Linked DNA regions of Anser cygnoides: region 2 is linked to region 1. A link is a contact called in public Hi-C data. All regions are on one chromosome and are shown on one strand. The core of a region is the stretch at or near the end of the contact, and the rest is flanking DNA. Distances in the headings are between cores, read along the strand shown.

What was found. Hi-C and Micro-C count contacts between places; a contact is called where the count stands out from the background.
Region 2: a contact with region 1 is called in a Hi-C map of liver, with 9 times the contacts expected there. The contact joins the enhancer-like site here to the promoter of ARID1B in region 1. A contact is called at or near these places in 2 of 7 Hi-C or Micro-C datasets (both in liver).

The regions. Positions count from the first base shown.
Region 1 is chr3:56,399,832-56,403,320 of Taihu_goose_T2T_genome, reverse strand. ARID1B (AT-rich interaction domain 1B) reads right to left here and starts at 1,742. Exons shown (of 22, transcript XM_066994218.1): 1 at 1,190-1,742; 2 at 1-1,187. The coding sequence starts at 1,727.
Region 2 is chr3:56,634,662-56,638,150 of Taihu_goose_T2T_genome, reverse strand. The region is part of intron 7 of ARID1B (AT-rich interaction domain 1B); the gene reads right to left. Among named protein-coding and RNA genes, the nearest start is that of TMEM242, 170 kb to the left of the region's middle. Within about 2 kb of position 1,785, at least 2 of the 3 cell types and tissues checked have open chromatin away from gene starts, as enhancers often do. A contact at or near this core is called in liver, where this site is marked.

The DNA of each region.
Region 1 (3,489 bases), core at 493-2,992:
GTACTGGGCGCCCATGTCCTTGCCCATGCCCATGCCCGCCGCTGCCTGCTGGCTGCCCGGGGCGGCCGCCGCTGCCTGGGGCTGGGGCTGCGGCGGCGGCGGGGCGCTGGGGCTGCTGTAGTCGGGGTAGCTGCCGCCGTAGCTCCGCATCATGGGGCTGGGGGACGTGAGCAGCTGGTTCAAGGTAGGGGTGGCCCCGGACGGGTGCTGGTTCTGCCCGGAGAACCGCGCGAAGCCGCCGGCCGCCGCCGCGCCGGCAGCAGCCTTGCCGAGGCCGGCCCCGCCGCCGGGGCCCATCATCATGCCGCCGCCCGGCTGCCGCGGGGAGCTCAGCACCCCGTAGCCGGCCGCCGAGCCCCCGTAGCCTCCGCCGCCGCCTCCTCCGCCGCCGCCTCCTCCGCCGCCTGCCCCGGCGGCCGCCGCCGCTGCCGCCGCCGCCACGGCTCCCGCGCCGCCGCCGCCCGCGCCGCCGCCGCCGCCGGGGCCGCCGGGGCCGCGGGCGTAGGCCGGGTAGTGGTTGTACTGGCTGTTGGGGTACCCTTCGTGCGAGTTCTGCAGGGGGTCCATGCTGTTGGGGGCCGCCGCGGGGTGCATTATCCCCATCCCGGGGCTTTGTTGTCCGCCATGTTGATCAAAGCAAGGCCCGGCGCGGCTCGCCGTAGCGCTGCTGGCAGGGGCAGGGGCAGCGTTGCCATAATAGCTATTGAACTCCGAGACACCCGCCGCGGAGGGGCCGCCGCCGCCTCCCCCGCTCCCACCGCCGCCGCCGCCGCCGCCGAGGCCGCCGCCGCCGCCGCTCCCAGCGCTCGGGGGCGGCTGCTGGGGCTGCTGCTGTCCGCCCAGGGGTCCCAAGCCGGGGTGGTCGTAGCGGCCGCCGATGGGCTCGCCCATTTTGCCGGGCATCTCCTCCTCGTCGGCGCCTTTATTCAGCAGTTGCTGCGGCTGCTGCGGGGGCTCGGCCTGAGCGCCCAAAACACTGTCTTTTCCTCCATGTTGCTGCTGCTCCATGTCTGCACTGGGCTGAGCAGCGCCGCCACCGCCACCGCCGTTGTTGTTGCTGCCGCCGCCGCCGCCGCCGCCGAGGCTGCTGTTGTTATTCTGCACGGGATGGTGCTGAGGCGGCGGCTGCTGCGGCGGCGGCGGCGGCGGGAATTGATTTAGCTGCTGCTGCTGCTGCTGCTGCTGCGGCGGGGGCGGTGGTGGTGGTGGTGCTGGTGGTGGTGGTGGTGCGGGTGGTGGGCACGGTGGTGGTGGTGGGCATGGTGCTGCGGGTGCTGGGCACGGTGGTGGTGGTGGTGGTGGTGCTGGGGCGGCGCGGCGGGGTGATCGCCTCCGACGCTCTTCAGCTTGTGGTTGGGGAGCAGCCCCGTCTCCATGGCCGGGCCCGGGTTGGAGGAGGAGGAGGAGGAGGAGGAAGGCGGCGAGGAGCGCGGAGGCAGCGCCGAGGAGCTTCCACCTTCCTTCGCAGCCGGCTCCGAGGCGGAGGCGGCGGTGGCGGAGCCGTTCCCGTTCCCGGCGGCGGGAGCGGCGTTATTGGCCATGTCCGGCGGCTCGCCGTGCCGCTGCCGGCGGTGCGGGACGCGCTGCTCTACATTATTCACGCCGCCGGGAGCCCCGGGAGCCCCCGCGGGGCTGCTGCCGGCGCCCCCCGGCCCGCGCTCGGCGGGCAGGCTCGGCGCCGTGCCCTTGGCGGCGCCCGCCGGGGCCGCTGCCACTTGCGCGGCCATGATCAGCGCGGCATCGCGGGGCTGGGGGGCCCGGCACGCCGGCGGGGGTTGGGGGGGGGGGGGGGGGGGGGGTAGAATAAAAAGTTTTTTAAAAAAATTAAAAAATGGAAAATAATAATAAAAATAACAAAAACTGGGCCGCCGCCCTCAGAAAGACGGGGTCGGAGCGGGACCTGGCAGCGCCACGCGTGGCTCCGCTCACAGCGCCCCGCGCCCGTTCCCGCTCCGCGATTTCACGCTGAAAGTTTTTTTTTTTTTTGTGCGTGTGTGTGTGCGCGAGTTCGGGTTTAAACGAAACTTTTTTTTCTCTCTCTCTCTCTCTCTTTTTTTTTTTTTTTTTTTCCCTCCTTTCCTCCCCAGCCCGGATATGGGTAGGCGCACGCCCGGCCGCGCCGCGCCGGCCCAGCATGGCACGGGCGGGCGAGCCCCGGCAGCCATCGCCCCCTCCGCGCCCCGCGCACCCGCAAAACGCGGACTGGATCCCGCGGCGCGCGGATCCGCGCCCCGCCGCCGCCGCCCCCGGGGACACCGGGGGGGGGGGGCACCGGGAGCGGGCGGCCCCGAGGGGCAAACCTGGGGAGGCTCCGGTCTGCAGCCCCCAGCCAGCGTGTCGCTTTTCCCCCGGCAGGGAAACGCTCCTTATTTCACCGAAAAACGCACTTTCCTCCTTTTTTTTTTTTAACCCCTATTTTTTTTTTATTTTTTTTTTCCCATTTTGTGCGCAGACGTTTCTAAAATTTAACCCAAATTCCGCATCCTCGCGGTTGTGTCCACATGGTCCAGCTGTCCCCCCAGCCTAATGGTCATCCGCGCTAATTACGCCTCCGCACGCGGGGCCGTCCCCAAGATGTTCCCCGCAGATCAGCGGGAGAGAGAGGCGTCCGCAGTCCCGTAATTGTTTCCCGAAACAATGTGATTTCCAGCGTGCGCAGGACATTCATGAAAGAGCAGCAATACACACACACACACACACAAAAATCAAAACACGTCATCCAAATAACTTTCGCTCCAAATGGAAAGCTGTTGCTGATGACCTACATTTTTGAGCCATCGTTCAGGACGGCTTGGAGGGTTTTTTTTTTATAGCTATCTTACTACAAATGATACCCCGGTATACCAAAAAGTAATAGTCACACACTACGTTAAACTAATGAAAGCATCGGGGTGATCAAATACCCTGCTATGAGCGTGGATAGCAAACCGGGATATTAGCAAACATTTTCAATATAGCAAGGGGCTAAGATGCGCTGCTTTAGATGAATATTTCTGTGCACTCTGCCAAAGGTAACCACGCTTTCAAATTTCAAAATGGCTAAATAGGAGACTCGATAATAACGGTTGAGCAAAATGCGGTATCTCGAGAGCGACGCCGTCATGAGCTGGTAGGCTTCATTGTGCCCACTGTGGAAACATTAAAGAGCAGAAGCTTCATGCTCTAATGCTGAATTACCCACAAAGATCACTGATAAATGTATGAACAGTGTGATTCCAACGCCTATTAATTTTATTTCTGTCTGAAAAGTCGGAAATATTCGGACTTCAATTATGGAGCCAGTTTTGGAAAGTCTCAGCGTTCATCAAGTCCACCTTGATAACACTTCTGTTACAGTTGTATTTGTCTTCTTTTGGTGCTCTTTGCGAGTGCAGAAATGTTATCTGGCTACTGGAAAAACACAGAGTGGGGGAAAAAAATGGTGAGTAAGTCTAGTGGGGGGAATCAGGTGCATACCCAAGGGTCATTACAGTCTGTAACAACAACAAA
Region 2 (3,489 bases), core at 536-3,035, 230 kb before region 1:
TCATGACCAGGAGCTACTTGTTTGACATGATATAACATTCAATTCTAAAACAAAGATGACACTGACAGGACGAGGTAGCTATTCAGTATCTTGTTTCATCCTCATTATTCAGCGTGTGGTCCCAAGGTATTACTTATGGAACACCATCCAAATGTCACCCTCGCTACAGAATAATTCATTGTATTATAGGCCATTTTCTTGTTAAAAAAAAAAAGGGGGGAGGGGAGAGAATTATGTGGCTGAAGCTGGTATCTGCCAAATTGGCCGTCCATGTTTTATTCCCAGGTTGTATAACCCCTGAGTAAGGTATGAAGACTATTAAGAAATACTCAGAAGTATAAAGTGAAATAATTGCTAGTACCACCTAAACTGACAATGGGCTGAGTGTCAAGTTGCAGGAAAGCAAATATTGCCCCGCAGGCAAAAGCTTTCTTTGCTTGGGAAGGAAAGGGAGCAGCACAGCCGCGGCAGGAGGCCCTGTTTCATCTACACCCCATCCAGCAGCCACCTCGGTGTTTGGACCGAAGTGAAGCACCGCAGCAGCATCACCGATTTTTTTTTATTTTTTTCCTGAGATTTTGGCAAGAAGCCCGAAGTCAGCTGTCAATAGAAAATTTCGAAAGGCTGCGACTCATCCAAATACGAATGGATTTTCAGCAGGCCACAGAGAGCACCTGTCTGCTTGACAACTATTATTCCTCTCCAGCAAATTTCGAAATCCTGCTGCAAACCAGGAAGGCACTAGAGCCCCTCAAAATTAAGGGCACGTCATTTATTTATTTATATAAGCGAAGGCGTAAGTCAGCCTAAACCTAGGGATCACTGCTTCCCTATCCTCAATAACACCCCTTCTAGCCCTGTAATTTCGCTTTACAGTTATGAGAAGTTTCATTTCGGGGGATCAAATTCTTTCGACTCCCACCTCTGCCTAACTCCGCGCTCATTTAATGCGTTATTTCCATGAAGCTCGGGAGAGTTCACAGCACACGCTATTTCTGCTGGAGGCCAATCCAGACTCGCGCAGCCCAGGATAGCAACCAGTTAAATCTTCTCTAATCCCTGCATTCAGAAATGGTGGCTCACGGAGGCTGGCACGCAGGAGCTGAATAGAAGCGGCAAGCTCGTATTTCTCTCACCAGGCCAAATTAATAAAAACAAAACCTGATTTCTCCTCCTCATTTTCCTATTCTTCCTCCTCCCCAATATTTTTCCTCTTTCAAACGCTTTTTTTTTTGTTTGAGAAGCTTAATGTTTGGCTGCCTTCTGAAGAAACGGGCACAGTGACAGATGAAAGACTGTATTCAGCGTATAATTCAGAATAGGAAAAAATCGACCGCTGTGCATTTAAGATTCTAACAACCTTGCAATTTTGTATAGCCGTTTTCCCCAACCCGTTCTTTTGAAGAAATCTGCTTTTATTCTGTTAATAACTAACCACAGTTGCAGCAGCATGGATCCGATTAGCGGTTCTTACGGTACAAAGGAGAAGGGGGGGAGGGCTGTGAACAGGGTTGCCAATTTGTCCACCTGGGTCCCCAGGAGAAAGATTAGATGAGGCGCTTGCTCCTTTTTTCCCCACTCGCTCACTGCTCCGCACTAGACAGACCTCTTCAAAGCTCAGCCACTGACTTCATTTTTTTTTTTCTTTTCTAAAGTCTCATTTAACCGCCCCGCCACATGTTTTGCACTCTGTGCCACCGCATCCCTCCAAAGCAACGGTGCAAATTGGGATGAGAGGGGGCTGGAGAGGCTGCGGCAGCAGCTCGCCCAGCCAGCGCATTCTCTCACACCTCCACAGTGCCTTTGAATTGCCTTTAGATTTTCTAAGCTGTATTTTCTGAAATCGGTGTAAAACAGCGAGAGAAGCGTCTGTGTTCTTCAGTGACTGATCCAAGCCCTGGAACCGCACCGTATTTCTTACGCTGTCCCTTTAAGCCTTTCATAAAAATGATAGCTTTGCTCGCGTTTAGACTGAAAGGCTGCATGGATTTAGTCATTCGTAATTACTTGGGACGTGACATTACATGTTTGTTAATGCAGAAAGCATATGCTTCAGCTAGAGGAAAAACATTCTCAACTTCTTTATAAAATGTCAGTTAACCAGAATATAAAACTGCTATTGATGCAAGTGCTAAATAACTAAAAGCTCTTAACAAAGGAGAGGGCAGTATTTCCTCATTATATTTTGCTCATTTCTTCCTCCCAGAATCGAAACCTACCCTGTCGCACACCTGAAACTTAAAGCACAAGGATTCCATTTAGGAAGTAAATCCAAGTTCCAAAAGAAAGAATTTTTCATTATCCATGCCCATTCTCTAGGCTTCATTTATTACTACAAGGAAAGTTTTTCTCTAAACTGTTCCTCGTTGTGTCTACCAGTTTTAAGAGCCTGAGAAGCACAAGAAACTTCCAGTATCTGCCACCTAACAGAAACCTTCAGTCCTGATTTTATTATTGCCAAATTTTAACAAAACCATGTATCAGCTTTCATTTATAATATTTCCGGTGTAAAATCATCCAAGATGCCAAAGAAATGGTAAACATGAAATAAAATTGCATTTTTTAATCCGTATTTCTTTTTTCTTTGATCCGTCTCCATGTAGGAATTGTTCCGAATCAATATTAATCATCAGGTGGCGTTAGCTCTGGTGGAGTTTCACTCCTCCCTGCTTCTGAGCCTCTCAAGTTTGGGCAGGTAGGTGGAAAGTGGAGCAGAGCTGATATGTGGCAACGAACTATTTTGCCTGTCCTGCCTGCTACTTCTTGCACTACTCCATCGCCTGTGATTAATAGGCATTTAAGTAGTAAAATGCGTGCGCTCTCATTAATCCTATCCTCAAAAGGAACAAACCCTTCTTAGACGATCTGTAGTTTCTCTTATTGCATTAAAATGCACGTTGCACAGCCGGCACAGTTCTCAGGGAAGAGGGGGAAATGGCGAGTTGCATGCAAAAAGGCTGAAAGCACCTGGAGGCAACCCAGCCTCCAACAAACACTTGGTGGGTCTGATCTTCCTGAAGACAAGATCTATCATGCCATATTTCATCTTGCCCAACAGCGATAAGCTCCTCAGCCTGGTGCAGAAGCAGAGCGGTTCCCCACGCGTTTTTCATCAGCTGGGAACTTTCCTCCGGGTCACTCCCTCCGCAAGGTCGCGCGGGCGGCACGCAGCCGCTCGCCCCGCCTGCCGCCCGCCGACACCGCTCCCGTGTCACTTGCTGTTTGGAAGGGGGAGGATCAATGTTAGCAACCCCTGGTTATATCATTTATAAACATGCAGATGTGGATTATTAAAGATTAATGCATTTTGGGATTGGTGTCGGCATTCCGTTTGTCTCATGCCGAAACCAATTCTGTTCTTCATTAGTCAACGACAACCCGCATCACCCTGTTGTGGAAGAAAAATCAAAGGTGCAAGCGTGAATTGAGAATAAGTGATGAAACTGATTACTAAGAAACTTAACGGCTGTAATCAATCAACACATCACA